2 separate regions of the Mus musculus genome follow, and region 1 is linked to region 2. The links are chromatin contacts, called in public Hi-C maps. All regions are on one chromosome and are shown on one strand. The core of a region is the stretch at or near the end of the contact, and the rest is flanking DNA. Distances in the headings are between cores, read along the strand shown. Region 1 overlaps Cyth3 (cytohesin 3). Region 2 holds the start of 0610040B10Rik (RIKEN cDNA 0610040B10 gene).

The links. A called contact is a pair of places that touch in the nucleus more often than the background predicts.
Region 1: a Hi-C map of cerebellum shows a contact between it and region 2, with 2.6 times the contacts expected there. The contact joins the enhancer-like site here to the promoter of 0610040B10Rik in region 2. A contact is called at or near these places in 9 of 39 promoter capture datasets (the 3T3-L1 cell line, 3T3-L1-derived adipocytes, the HPC-7 cell line and 5 more), 9 of 484 Hi-C or Micro-C datasets (cardiomyocytes, cerebellum, cortical neurons and 4 more), 1 of 115 datasets of contacts at active chromatin or transcription factors (embryonic stem cells) and 2 of 9 other capture datasets (adipose tissue and pancreatic islet).

The regions. Positions count from the first base shown.
Region 1 is chr5:143,702,316-143,709,089 of GRCm38.p6, forward strand. It overlaps Cyth3 (cytohesin 3), which reads left to right. Exons shown (of 13, transcript NM_011182.4): 9 at 499-610; 10 at 4,769-4,845; 11 at 4,924-4,995; 12 at 5,080-5,234; 13 at 5,518-6,774. The coding sequence ends at 5,590. Among named protein-coding and RNA genes, the nearest start is that of Usp42, 27 kb to the right of the region's middle. Within about 2 kb of position 3,341, at least 24 of the 459 cell types and tissues checked have an H3K27ac peak or open chromatin away from gene starts, as enhancers often do. A contact at or near this core is called in cerebellum, where this site is marked.
Region 2 is chr5:143,326,415-143,333,944 of GRCm38.p6, forward strand. It overlaps 0610040B10Rik (RIKEN cDNA 0610040B10 gene), which reads left to right and starts at 2,894. Exons shown (of 2, transcript NR_027874.1): 1 at 2,894-2,939; 2 at 5,897-6,290. It overlaps Zdhhc4 (zinc finger, DHHC domain containing 4), which reads right to left and starts at 2,824. Exons shown (of 8, transcript NM_028379.5): 1 at 2,752-2,824; 2 at 1,977-2,156.

The DNA of each region.
Region 1 (6,774 bases), core at 2,091-4,590, 380 kb after region 2:
TTGGGGTTGGCTCTCTCCCTCCATGTGTGCGTGAGCTGTGCAGATGGAACTGGGTTGCCAGGCTGTGTACCCAGTGCCTGTACCTGCTGGGCCTGTGCCAACCTCCAGGTATTTGTTGTTATTGTTTTTGGAGACGGGGTCTCTCACAGGCTGGTGAGTCCCAAGGATCCCCCTGTGTCTGTCTCTGAGATGACAGGCACAGATACTAGGTTCTTACATGCGCAGAGGCATCGTGCTGGGGACCCAGAATAGGAATCTTGCTGACCAGTGAGCACCTCACCAGCTGAGCCATCTCCCGGCCTCAAAAGTTATTTTTCATTTTCAGATACTCTCAATCCAGTGAGAATCAGTAATGCTGGTTTGTTGATTTCAAAGGTGTCTTCCAATTGTCTCCTTAAGCACCTGGTCTCTCGGGCCGCACGGGGACTCTGTGCAGGAGCGAGAAAGGATGGTTGCTTCCCAGTATAGTCCCTGACTGGCTGTTGCCCTCCCTTACAGAACTTGTATGAAAGTATCAAGAATGAGCCGTTTAAGATCCCAGAAGACGACGGAAATGACCTGACACACACGTTCTTCAACCCAGACCGAGAAGGCTGGCTGCTGAAGCTGGGTGAGTGAGCCTGGCGGGGGTACCTGCACTGCGCCCCTGCCCACAGCAGCACCTCCGGGGCTCCTTGCCCTGCAGCCCCCAGCTACAAGGCAGAAAGATTAAAAAGGAAAAGTGCAGTCAAGCCAGAGCCCACTCTGGGCAGCCACACCCCCAGCACCGGTGGCTCTGTCCCTGAGCTGTGGCCTTCCAGAGTGGGTCATGCTCGCAGCATCCACTGCAGGACCCATCCCAGAAAGCTACTGAGTTAGTGTCCACATGGATCCGGGCAGTCCTCTGCCTGAGAAGCAAGCAAGTGCCTTTCTCTCCAGAGCCTGTGTGCTTTCCCGTGCTTTGGCGTGGCTGTGATTCTGACGAGTGGTTTAAATGTGCCTTCTTGTTGTTTTCCTTCTGCCTGTGGCTCCCACCTTTCTGTTCTGTGACGGGCTGTCCCTGCTTGTCCTGCGTTAGGAGGTAGGTACCCAGTGGCTTCCTCCCCTCCCCAGCGGCTCATTCTCTCCCCCACGTTGGTCTGTGTGAAGCTCTGGTCTGTGGTTGCCATTCATCTGATCCATTTGGCTTTGGACTCGGCTGGGGCAGCATCATGCAGGCATAGTGTGTGTGACACCCACCCACCAGCAGCAGGACCCAGAGCACCTGGGACAGAAGCGCATGGGGAGGCTTGTGGGAGTAAGCTTGCCTCTGTCTTCAGGGCCCTGCAGCAGGGAGGAAGCTGGTAACCAGCCTGTCCTTACAGTGTCACCCCCACACCCCACACCCCAACCCCACTTACCAACAGTGCTTGTGCCTGGACAGGGGCTTCCCTAGGAAAGTTAATCACTCCTGCATATGGGACAGTTGAGACTTTTAGGGTTCATTTGACTCTGGGGGGATGAAGTGTCACTGCAGATTGACAGTAAAGCCTGTGACACGTGACATGACCCTGTTCAGGTAATGTCATTACTCTGTAGCAAGAAAGACATGAGGGATATAGAATTCTGAGGGTATTTTTTAAAAGATCCAAGGAGGATGGGGTGTGACGCCAGGGACAGCTGCCGTAGCCTACTGTGTCGGCCCTGAGCCCTGCTGTCTCGGAAACTTTGCTCACTCCTCCTCTTTGCTTCTCCCTGGGTCAGCGTTTAGAAATGCTCTCAATGTTGGCCTTAAACCTATGACAGTACCCTTGAACTTGGCCATCTGAGAGACTTAGATGCACACACTACAGGCCTCAGGTGTGCTGTGCGTGTGGACCTGCAGCAGAGAAAAGAGGAACGCTTGCGAGGCTCCACAGCCCACCGGGAGGGAGCCCTTGAGGATGGTGGCACAAACAGCTCCTGTGCTAGGAAGAGGCCAGTCCCTAAGATGACAAATGAATGACATCAAGCTGTAGGATGGCTCATGGTTTGCAGCCTAGTTTCTAGTTGGTCTTTTAAACAGGCCATGAAGTCGGTGTGCAGAGTTGGGCTGGGCTGAGATGGGCTGGGCTGGGCTGGGCCTCCACACAGTACAGCCAGATGCAGGGACCCAGGCTCTCCCTCGCTCACACCAGCAGCTGCTGTGTTTGCGCTGCTCTAGGGGTAGTCTGAAGCCAGAGCCATGGCTACATGAGGTGTAGATGGCACCCCAGCATGTGGCACGGAGAGCTTGCACTGGCCTCTCCCCAGTGCCTGATACCCTGGGTCTCCCTCAGTTGTGTGGGGCACATAGCTAGCATTTGCTGCAACTGGCTGATGCTCCTGGAAAAGTGTCCGGAGGGACACTGGATGATCTGCTGGAAGCCTCTGCAGTCTTGGGGCTGTGTACAGTGTTGGATTTTGAGCATTCAAGTAAAAACACATTGATGTACATTGGATGTAGATGAAGCTGAATTATCATGGAGGAAAAGGTGTGTGTAGGCATGTACATGTCAGTGTGTTGTGTGTGTGCAGCTGTGTGTGTCCACTTACACATGCTTGCTAACACCTGTGAAAGTGAAAACATGCAGACATGGAAGGGTTTGGAGCACAGCTCCTCTGCACAGGGCTGGCTGCAGGACGGTTAGCAGAGAGCGTCCCAACCCTTTGTAACAGAGTCTGCTGTGACTTGGAGTTTGGGGACTGCCCAACCCCTTCTAGACCTGCATCTGAGCTGAATGGTAGCCCTGCTGGGCAGCCTGGAACCCAGCCGGTGCTGCTCAGTGTAGGTACCTACTGGCCAGGCTCCAGCAATTGCCTGGCGGTGAGAACAGTGGAGCTATCCAGGGTATTGAACCAAGGCCCTTCATCTTCACAGATTGCCCACTGGGCAGCTGTGGGCCCACGGCTGACAGGCCAGGTAGCTTGAGGTTGAGTGGCGCACAGACGGGCCTGACAGCCAGGTGTTTTCAAATTCTTGTCAAAAGCAGAAGCTGTCAGTGGAAGTAATCTTGACTGACAGTACTCAGTATGTCAGGGCAGAAGGTGGAAGGACTCTCCCGCAGTAAAGAGCAAGTACAGCTAGTATGGGTTGTGTGCCAGCGGCTGCTGCCACCAAGACCAGAGCAGCTTTGCCAAGGAGGAGCCCGAGACTGGAGAGGGAAATTAGGCGTTTTAATTTCCAAGTGCTTTGGCTATTGTTGGGAAGGCGGCCTGCCCAGGGCTGGAGGCAGCATTGTAGCTAGGATGACCATGCAGTGGGAGTCCCCAGGGGAAGAAGAGGCAGCAGACTAGTGTCTACGTTGTGAGTTTTCTGTCACCTGATTCTGTCACAGCCTTGGCCTGAAAGAGCAGCTGAGAGAAGCTAGTTTGGCTAGATCTTGGCATGCCTCTCTCTGCTTCTCACTGGAGGAGTTAGGGCCATGAGGGACAGAACTGAGCTTTTTCTGGGCCCCTTCATGGGCTGGGGCTTCCCATAAGTCCCTAGAGTGCAATAGAGTGAGACAGGCCCTGACTTGGGGCAGGACTCTAGTGAGGAAGCTGTAACGTGGGGAGCAGGAGTTCAGGACAGGCACCAGGAAGGATGGTGTGAGAAAGGAATGGCTCCAGCCTGGGAAAGAGGCAGGAGGGTGTGTGGTAGGTTGGGGCTGGCCTGACATTCCTCTGTGCTCTACAGACCCCTCCCTACCTTCCAGACTCTCCACTCTTGTCAGGGTAAAGTTTCCTCCCCTATTCCTACTGTCTACTGTATGTCTCTAGCCACACGCTGGGCACCTTCTGTGCCTCCCACAGCCTACCCACACTTGCAGCCCCTTGCATTTGCCTGCAGAGTTTAGGAGGCACCAGATGCAGCCCCAGGCACTTAGCACCCCACCTCTCAGCACCTAGAGAAAGCCAAGCCAAGGCCTCTGTGAGCACTGTCAGTTCCATGAGCCTCTGGGGCAAGGAGGGCCCGCTTGCCCTCACCCCGTGGAACACTTGACTTTGTCAGCACCAGCAGTTTCCCCTTTGTGTTTTCAAACTTCTTGTCAAGAGCAGAAGCTGTCAGTAGAAATAATTGTAACTGAGAGTACTGAATATGTCAGGGAAGAAGGCAGAAAAAAGGGTTTTTCTATAGTAAAGAGCAGGTACAGATAGCGCTCTGTGTGTGTGGTTGTGTGTGTGTGTGTGTTAGTTACAGATAACCCTGTGTGTTACAGATAACTCTGTGTGTGTGTGTGTGTGTGTGTGTGTGTGTGTGTAGCTCCAGATCTTGTTAAAAGATTAATTCAATCTAATAATTCCCTGGGCCAAGAGTAATTGACTTTGATGGATCCCAGGGCTGCTCAGAGTCCCAGTAATGCGATAACAACCCTGACGTAACAGGATTAAGCCTGGACAGACCTGTGTGAGCCGGCACTGACTTCATCGTGTTCATTTCACGGGGGAAATATTACACCCATCCATTACAACTAACTTTTCCAGGAAGCAGATTTTAAATCAGTGTGTGACCTAGGGTGACCCTGGGTGGCCATGGAGAAAGAGTTCCTGCGTGGGCCCTGGGTGGGGGTGCATGGGGGCCCCAGCCCTGCACCCAGCCATCCTGGATGGTCAGGCCTCATGGCTTGCCCTTGACTTATAACTGTGGTCATATGGGATGGTTTGAAGAGGAAGGAAGCCCAGCTATGAGCTTGGCTCCTGTGGCCTTTGATCAAGGCAGTGATATGGGGTAGGGGATTCTGGGCCCCACTCTGGGCCCTGGGGATCCAGCTGCCAGGACACCTGCCTCACAGGGCTCTTCTGCTCCTAGGGGGTCGTGTGAAGACCTGGAAACGGCGCTGGTTCATCCTCACAGATAACTGCCTCTACTACTTTGAGTACACCACGGTAAGTGAGGCCGCACACCCTCCGAAGCCCTGGCATTCTCGTGTCTGTCAGGCCTTGCCTCACATGCCTCTCTCTTAGGACAAGGAGCCCAGGGGCATCATCCCCCTGGAGAACCTCAGCATCAGGGAGGTGGAGGACCCCCGGAAGCCGGTACGTGCTGCCCTGTGCCCGCGGCCTGCCTTCCACCCTACCCAACCCCCACGCCCCTGACACTCACCCCCTTCTCTCTGTCAGAACTGCTTTGAGCTGTATAACCCCAGTCACAAAGGTCAAGTCATCAAGGCCTGCAAGACGGAGGCCGATGGCCGTGTGGTGGAGGGCAACCACGTTGTGTACCGGATCTCTGCCCCCAGCCCGGAGGAAAAGGAGGAGTGGATGAAGTCCATCAAGTGAGTGGGCACAGCCAGGCTGCTCAGTCGTGTGTGGACACGCGTGTGCATGTCAGGGGTGTGTGGACACGCGTGTGCATGTCAGGGGTGTGTGGACACGTGTTTGCATGTCAGGGGTGTGGGCACGTGTATGCATGTTGGATGCCTTTACTCAGTGTGTCAGCAACTGAGCAGGCCAGCCTGGGTAACTCACCCTTGACCCTGCTGCTTGGGAAGCTGTGGGTGAGGCAGGCAGCCAGACCTTCTCGAAGCTCCAGCCCACTTTACTTCCTTTCTTCCCCAGAGCAAGCATCAGTAGGGACCCGTTCTATGACATGTTGGCCACGAGGAAAAGGAGGATTGCCAATAAGAAATAGGTAAATGTCAGGATCCAGACTCCAGCAGATACACTGGCCTCCCCAGCGGCAGGACCGGGGACGATGTGGTGCCCACGGGCCCTCCAGAACAGCCAGCCAAGGCCTGAGCCCTCAAGCCTGTGCTCTGGGACATTGGTCAGCTGGGAGTGTCTCCTTCCTGCCACCGGCCTGGCATTGACCTTTGGGGACCCTTGTCCACAACAGCACCTGGTGATACAGCCTCCAGATCTGCACAGCCCACATGGGACTCCTGTTCTGGAGCCAGAGCCTCACCCACACCATGCCACACCTGCTCTTTGGGGCAACACTAGATGTTCTAGAAGTCGCTGTTTTATATCAAAATGGGAAAGGAAAACCTACCACTTTTTTATTCAGAATTTTTCTCAGATATATAGGATTATAGCTTTTATATGCCTTTTTATATTCTGAAAATTATAATGAAAGATACTTAATTTCTAACAGTAGTATTTTTAGAATGGCAGCTATAAACTTAACTCCTGGACACACGTATATACTGTGCACTGAAAACAGTCTATATATGCAGCCCCCATGCACTTGGGGCCAGAGCAGCTGGGGCACAGTCATCCTGACAGAGTGTCAGCTGGGTGAAGAGGCATTGGGGTGAGTGTGGAGAGCAGTGTGCTTGGGAGATTCAGGCGTGACTGCCACTTCCCCTCACATGCTTCTCTAAGATGAATCAGTAAGGTACAGCTATGGCCGGGGTATTTATCCTGTCAGTGCCAAGGCCTGGAGATGGAGTTCCTTCTCTGGAAAACAGGCCACTTATGTGCAGAACCTCCTCTTGTCTGACCTTCATACAGGACAGTTTCATGTGGTCCGAGTGCACATGGCTCATGACTTTGGTACTTTTGTTGCTTGCTGTTTCAAACTTGGGTTAAGTGCTAACACATATTTTGATGTAGTAAGCAAGCAGAAGCAGCCAGAAGTAATCCACCTGTTCTCTGGAGTGCCATGTTTTCCAACATTTGACATCCTTTGGAGGAGGTGAAAAACTGAAGATGGCACTGAGGGACACGTGTGACATCCAGACCCCTAACACACACACACACACACACCAGTGCATGCCTTCAGGGCATATGTGCTTGGGCTGAGACTGGGTAAGATGAGAGGGCCCATTCATGGCTTATTTGGAAAATGGTCTTCCCCTGCACGTGGAGCTGGTG
Region 2 (7,530 bases), core at 1,644-4,143:
GTGTGCATGGACATGTTCATGTGTGCCTTGATCCAGAGGTTGAGATAGGGTATCTTCCTCAATCATGCTCCCCTTCATTTTAAATTACATTCTATTTACTTGTCTCTGTGCATATGTGAGTACCACAGCACACAGTGTGTGTGTGTGTGTGTGTGTATGTGTGTGTGTGTGTGTGTGACAACTTTTAAGAGTTGTTTCTCTCCTTCCACCGTATGAGTCCTGGGGTTCGAACACAGGTTCTTCAGGCACGGCAGCCGACGCCCTTCCCCAGTGAGACATCTCACTAGCACAGGGGCTTGGCTATTATTTTGTTGTTATATGACATAAGGTCTCACAACATAGAGCAAGCTGGCCTCAATAGAGATCCACCTGACTCTGCATCACAAGTACCAGGATTAAAGGTGTGTGTAACCATGCCCAGACTTACTTTTTTTTTTTTTTAAAAGATTCACTTATCCATTACATGTAAGTACACTGTAGCTGTCTTCAGACACTCCAGAAGAGGGAGTCAGATCTTGTTACAGATGGTTGTGAGCCACCATGTGGTTGCTGGGATTTGAACTCTGGACCTTTGGAAGAGCAGTCGGGTGCTCTTACCCACTGAGCCATCTCACCAGCCCCCAGACTTACTTTTAGTTTCTGAGAATTTGTGTGTGTGTGTGTTGATATATACCCTAAGGTGTATGTGGCAGTCAGAAGACAACCTCTGGTGTTAGTCCTCACCCTCCACCTTGTTTGAGACAGGGTTTCTTGCTTGCTCTCCATGGTGTCCACCAGGCTAGCTGGCCTGTGTGTTTCTGAGGACTCTCCCAGTTCACAGTGGGAAAACTGGGATTACATAGGCACATACTGCTACATCAGGCTTCGACATATGTTCTGGAGATTTGAACTCTGGTCTTCACACTTGCAAGACAAGTACTTCGCTAAGCTAGCTCTCCATACAAAGTATTGGTCAAGACAACCTCAAGTCTAGTGGGTTCCTTCCCACCCCACCCCCATCAATATTGAGAATTGAACCTAGGACTTCATGTCACGTATGCTGGGCAAGCAATCTATAAGATAGCCACCACCCCAGCCCCTTACCACAGCTTGTATGATGTGCTCCCTCTCTGAACCTATCCTCTCTGAACCTATAGCTCACAAGCTCAGCTAGACTGACTGGCCAGCAAGCCCAACAGAGCCTACTGTCCCCCTCCCCCATGCTGGACTGTAGATCTGCACTGCCAAACCAGAAGCATAGATAGACCTTTACATTAGGATTTGTAACAGAAGCAAAATCACACGTGTGAAGTAGCAAGGAAAGTAACTTTATGGCCGAGGGTCCCCACAACATGAAGAACTGTATTAAGAGGTCACAGCATTAGGAAGACTGAGAGCCTCTGGGATCTGTAGCTCGGACCTGGAGCTCAACGTTTTGTGGCGAGGCTGACATGCATTAAAGCACACTCACGTTGGTGCTGGGGATCCAAGCTCAGGACTTTGTGCTTGCACAGCAAGCACCCTCACTCACCGAGCGAGCTCCCAGCCCACCAACCCCTTGTTTTTTGAGACAGGATCTGACTATGCAGGCCAGGCTAGTTTGGAACTCAGAATTCTCCTGTCTCAGCTTTCAAAGGGTTGGGATTCCAGAAGTGCACCACCACACCCAGCAATACACCCTTTTACATCTTTAAATATTCACATGGATACTGATAAAGTCCTGCAAAAGAACCTGCGCCGACCTCATCAGAATGAGCAACTCCTAGAGGTAGTCAGGGTCCCACACCCAAACTTGGGCATATTTAACAGGTCAGTGGTCATGATGTCACCCATCACCCTCCAGACCAGAATGATGAAATATAAAAAGCCCGTGTTAAGAAACTGGGAACACTGACATTGGCTTTACGAGGCAGGATTCTGGACCAAAATTCCAACGCAGAGAATCAAAACAGAAACTATTAACAAAAAGGAAACAAACAAAAAAATGCCATTCTCACAAGGTAACAGGGCTCCGGTCTACATATTTCTCTAGGTCGGACACTTCCAGCGGCACCTTTTGCGTTCATTTCCCTTTGCCACATCCAAGGAGAATTCAGATAGCAGCTCCGCTTGGGCAGCGCCGTGAATTTGGCACGCGCAAAACTGGCGACATGGTTGTTCCAGGAGGCTGGAACCGGCTGCGGAGACAATCAAACGCAACACTTACATACTGCTGAATAAGTCTCCATGGCAGAGTGCACTGTGAAAGGCATTCAGAAGTAGAGGATGCTGTACCGCTGCTGACCTGGGAAGAAAACTTCAAAGTCCACTAGTTTGGGGGTCTATCATCCCTCTAGCTGTCACTGTCACTGTCACTACGCCTATCACTGAGGCGCCCACACCGGGGTCCAGACGCATGGTGAGGTTGTCCACATGGGGTAGGGCCCCAGTCGTTTCCCTTTGCTGGACACTTTCCGGGTACATTATTCAAGGCCCTTGCATGCTTGAGGTCACAGAATCTGCAGCTGCGGGGAACCAGGGAAGGGCAGTGGTGAATGGAGCCCATCCCACAACCAGATCCCGGACGCATCAGGCTCAGAGGAGACAAGGGAGGCTCGGAAGCAGGCTGGGAGACGGCAACTACGTCCGGAGCCCGGACAACGACTGGAAGAGGAGGGGACACAGCGAGCGGGATGCAGGGGGCTCGGAGAGGACTGTGCTCTCACTCAAACACGGGGTCCCGACGGCCGCCGCCCAGCCGGGGTGTCACAGAGCCTTCCGGAGCCGCCTTACCCCAAACCGGGCCAACCGTCCGCCGCTGCCGGCGGACCCCAGCGGAGCGCTCCCCAAGACTTCCGGCGCGTCCATGGCGTCATCAGTGCCCGCGACGGAGGCGACTTCCGACGGAAAAAGTAGCGGGAGGCCGGAAATTATTGTCTTTGGCCTCTGGTTCTGCGAGCCGATTGTGTTTTCGTACCGTCGTAGGTTTTCTTTCTCTTTTCTTTTTCTCTTAACGTTTGTCTTTCTCCCTCCCTCGTCCTCTGCTCTCTCTTCCTTCGCACTTTTATTATTACTTGACAATTTACTGCCTATGTACGAGTCCTTCGTTCTCCCAACCCCGTCCCATTTTCGTGGCCTTGATTTGATTCTTGTGGGTGTGTTTGCTTGTTGTGATCCGCTGAGTGTAATTCTGATTTCTTGTATGTGCGTAGATTTAAAAAGCTATTTTCTTTTTCTTCTTTAAAAAAAAAAAAAGATTTGTTTTATTTATTTTATGTGAGTCCAATGTCGCTGTCTCCAGACACACCAGAAGAGGGCATCAAATCCCATTACAGATGGTTGTGAGCCACCATATGGTTGGGGGGATTTGAACTCAGGACCTCTGGAAGAGCAGTCAGTGCTCTTAACCGCTGAGCCATCTCTCCAGCCCTAGCTATTTTCTTTTTAAGAATTTCTTTCCAAAATATGATCTCAGCTAGGCATAGTGGCCCATGACTTTATTCACCGCCCTAAGGAAACAGAGGCAGGTCTCTCTGAGTCAGAGGTCAGCCTTGTTTACATGAGTTCCGGGACAGGCAGGGCTACATAGCTAGACCTTTTCTAAAACAAAACAAAACAAATGAGCAAACAAAATTAAAGTCCCACCAAATTATACCAGGCTGGCCTTGGGCTTTTGAACCTCCTGTCTCAGCCTAACTTTGGTTGGGATGGCAGGCACACCTAACACAGGAACTGGAATTTTCGAGCACTTTTGACAGAATATGAAGGCTGTCTTGGGTCGGTGCAGGAGAACTGCTGGACTGTGCCGAGCCTTTGCATGTCCTGGCGGGAACTCAGCAGTAACCCTTGACCACCCAGCAGGTACCTAGACAGGGACACCTGTGTCTTCCTGGCAGACACACCACTGGGCCCTGTCCCAACAGTCCCAGCATGTTCCACTGCAGGGGTCACAGTATGTCCCCCTGTGAGTCAGGTTCTGCTGACCGCATGCCCCTACTCCTGCCATCTCTGTGCACAGCTTTAACGTCCTCCCTGTGGGGAGCAGTGACTAGTGTTTTATCCCTGAGGATAAAAAGGCTGTTTTGATAATGGGCAGGCTTGGCTTGAGAGGAGCTGCTGCTAAACATAGCACTGAGAAGGTTCCTGGAGGGGATGGGGGTGCTGCTTTGTCTGAGTGCCCCCCAGGTCCTCCGAGAACTATTCTTGACGCCTCTGAAAAACAGGTTCCCTTTGAGGAAAAAAATGTCTGATCTCTAAGCATTAGCCTCAAAGCTCCCCTCTCCTGTTTGCTTTGCTTCCTACCCCAGCTTCTCATTTCTTTTTCCTTTTAGAAAAAAAAAAAAAAGAAAAGAAAGAAAACAACTACCTTTCTGAATGTATTGTATCCAAGGCCTTTGCAATGTTGGGAGCAGAGTGAGCAGGTGTGGGGAGTCCTGAAAGACTGGTTACATTACGGAGGTCATCTGGCATCCAGAGAAAGCTACTGCTTCATCAAGCAGTTCTCCACCCTGCTGTAATTAAATACCTTGAATTTTCTTTCTTTCCCCCATGTAAATGAAGGACTTCGTGGTCTTCTCTAAAAGTTTCTGTTCTGACTAACTTTGATTCTCGGTTCCGTCATCCATTTCATCTTGTGTTCTGTTGCCTTTGGTTATATCACACAAAGAGAAGGGTTGGGATGTAAGTGAGTTAAGTTATCCAGGACAAAATCTTCGCTGACCACCTCATCTGTGATGGAAGCATCCTCATTTAATATGTATTCTGCAAACTTTTTTTTTGGTGAGAGATGTAATTTCTCATGATGTACCCCAGGCTGGTACCTCTTGAGTGGGCTTCATGAGTGCTGGGGTTATAGGACTGGCCAAAAAGCACTTTGTATTTATGAATACATATTCATTCATTAAATACATATTGACTAATAGGTACCAGCTGAGTTTCTTGTTCAAGGGGACATAAGAGTCGATAGAAATTGCAAACTCTCCACTGGGGCTGTAGGTCACTGGGTAGACCGTGGGTTCCATCTCAGGCACCGTGTGAAACCTAGCATGGTGGCACAAGCCTCTAATGCTATTTCTGGGGAGGTGAAGGCAGAAGGAGTGTAAGTTTAAAGTCATCCTCAGTTACACAAGTTCGAAGCCACCTTAGGTTACGTAAGACCCTGCATTCAGTGTGTAGGCCACAGATTGGACACACCTATCTCTATTATAGACAGTTTCAGCCAGGAGTGATGGTGCATACCTTTAATACCAGCATCCAGAAGGAGGCAAGGGCAGATGGATTTCTGTAAGTTAGAGGCCAGTCTAGTGTATATAGTGAGTTCTAGGATAGCCAGACCATACAGTGAGGCTCAGTCTGGAAAAACAAAACAAAACATTCTTGCTGTGGACACTATGTTCTATTCTCCTTTGTCTATTTCTTTTTACAGGGGAGGGCAGTTCAAGAAAGGATTTCTCTGGTGGTCCTGTTCTGGAACTCACCCTTGTAGACCAGGCTGGCCTGGAACTCACAGAGATCTGCCTGCTTTTGCCTCCTGAGTGCCGGGATCAAAGGCGTGTGCCACCACTGCTTGTCTACTTTGTAATGTTACAAATAGTTTTTCAATGATGTATTCATAGCTTAAAAAATTGTGCAGAACCAGATCTGGCAGTACAGTCTGTAATTCTGGGGGCTGGGGGTGTGAAAGAGGAAATTCAAGAGGTTGGGGGGAGAGAGTTGTGAGTTTGAGGCCAGCCTGGACCTGGACATACAGACACACTCCTGTAACCCACACTCAGGAACGTGCTTGATATAAGAGGATAGAGAGGCCAAGGGGAACTCAGGTTAGACATGACAGAACCCGGTCTCCACAGTAAAAGTTGTGGGTAAACTTCTCAGTGCTTTGATGACTTTTGAAAACAAATGTTTCTCTAACTTTTCTTTTTTCCTCTCTGTCACTCAGAACCTCCAGTCACAAATGCTGGAATCTGCTTTATAAGGCAATAGGAAAAAGACAGAAGCCAAAATACAAGGATTCTACTCAAGCCTTCTGGAAAGGACTGTGTTGCCTTTGATGCATGGAGCAAAGAATTCTTAGATTTTCCTGCCAGCCCCTGAAACCGGACCTGTGATGTCAAGTTGGGTTTTGTTGTTGTTTGTTTTAACCTGCCATGAGATGGGTTGACAGGATCAATCATTTTACACCATGATCCCTTGTCCCTGGGAGGACTGTCTGAGACATTAGAGAAATGGGATACAGACTTCCTCACTGGGCTGGGGGAGCTGGCTCAGGTGCAGAGTACTTGCCACGATATGAAGATCCACTTTTAAAATAAATCAAACATAGTCAAGCATAATGTCGAAGGCCTTTAATCCCAGCACTCAGGAGGCAGAGGCAGGTGGATCTCCTTGAATTCACGGCCAGCCTGGTCGACAGAGTGAGTTCCAGAACAGCCAGGGCTACACAGAGAAACCCTGTTTTAGAGGGGGGGGGGGAAACACACACACACAACAAGCCAGGAATGATGGCATGCACCTGTGACCCAGTGCTGGAAGTCAGAATCCGGAAGATCAAAGGGGCTGGCTGATAGCAGGTCTAGGCTGGTAGATTTGCTACATATCCCAATGAGAAGCTCTTAAAAAAAAAAAAAAGTTGGAGAGTAGCATCATAGCTCAACTCAGAGGTCCAGAATCCATCTCCCAGTATCCCTACACCAAAGCAAATGTGGGACCCTGCAGACTTTCTTTTTAAGTAACCATTTCTTTTTTTATATAATTCTTTTTTACACATTTACTTAATGTGAGTACACTGTTGCTCTCTTCAGACACACCAGAAAGAGGGCATTGGATCCCATTACAGATAGTTGTGAGCCACCATGTGGTTGCTGGGAATTGAACTCATGACCTCTGGAAGAGCAGTCAGCGCTCTTAACTGCTGAGCCATCTCTCCGGTTCTCCCTACAGACTTTCAACCCCAACCTTGAGTGGACAGAGGCAGGAGGATCACTGGAGCTTGCTGGTTGTCAGCCTACCTGAAAGAAACAAGAGCTCTGAGTTTGTCAGGAGACACTGCCCCCGAGGAATAGCTGGAAAGTGGTAGAGAATGACAGTGGCCTCCTCCTCCAACCTCTATGTGTGCATGGGGCCCATTACACACGTGCGTGTGCAACACACATACACATAAATAAGCTATAAAGGCAAGTAGGTGTCTCCTAAGGAATGACCTCCGCACATGCTCACAAGCACATACACAGAGACATAAAGATTGCATAGCTGTTCATGTGGGAGACATGTATTGGTCATGGGAAATTTTTCCAAGGTAAAACAGACTGGGGGAAGAAGGGATATAATAGAAGTGTTTTTCTTTGTGGGTGAAACCTGCCTTGTTTTAGTTTGTTGTAATATCAGTAGCAACTATTTTAGAATCTGAACCCCATAGTAGATGCTCAATAAAAACGGGCTGGATGAATGGGGAGGGAGGGAGTTATACCTGATGGAAATTTATACTGAAGGAAATGTTCAAACAGGGCCTGCTAGGTGGCTCAGAGGGTTAGGGTGCTGGTTGCCCTGACGACCCAAATTTCATCTCCAGGTCCT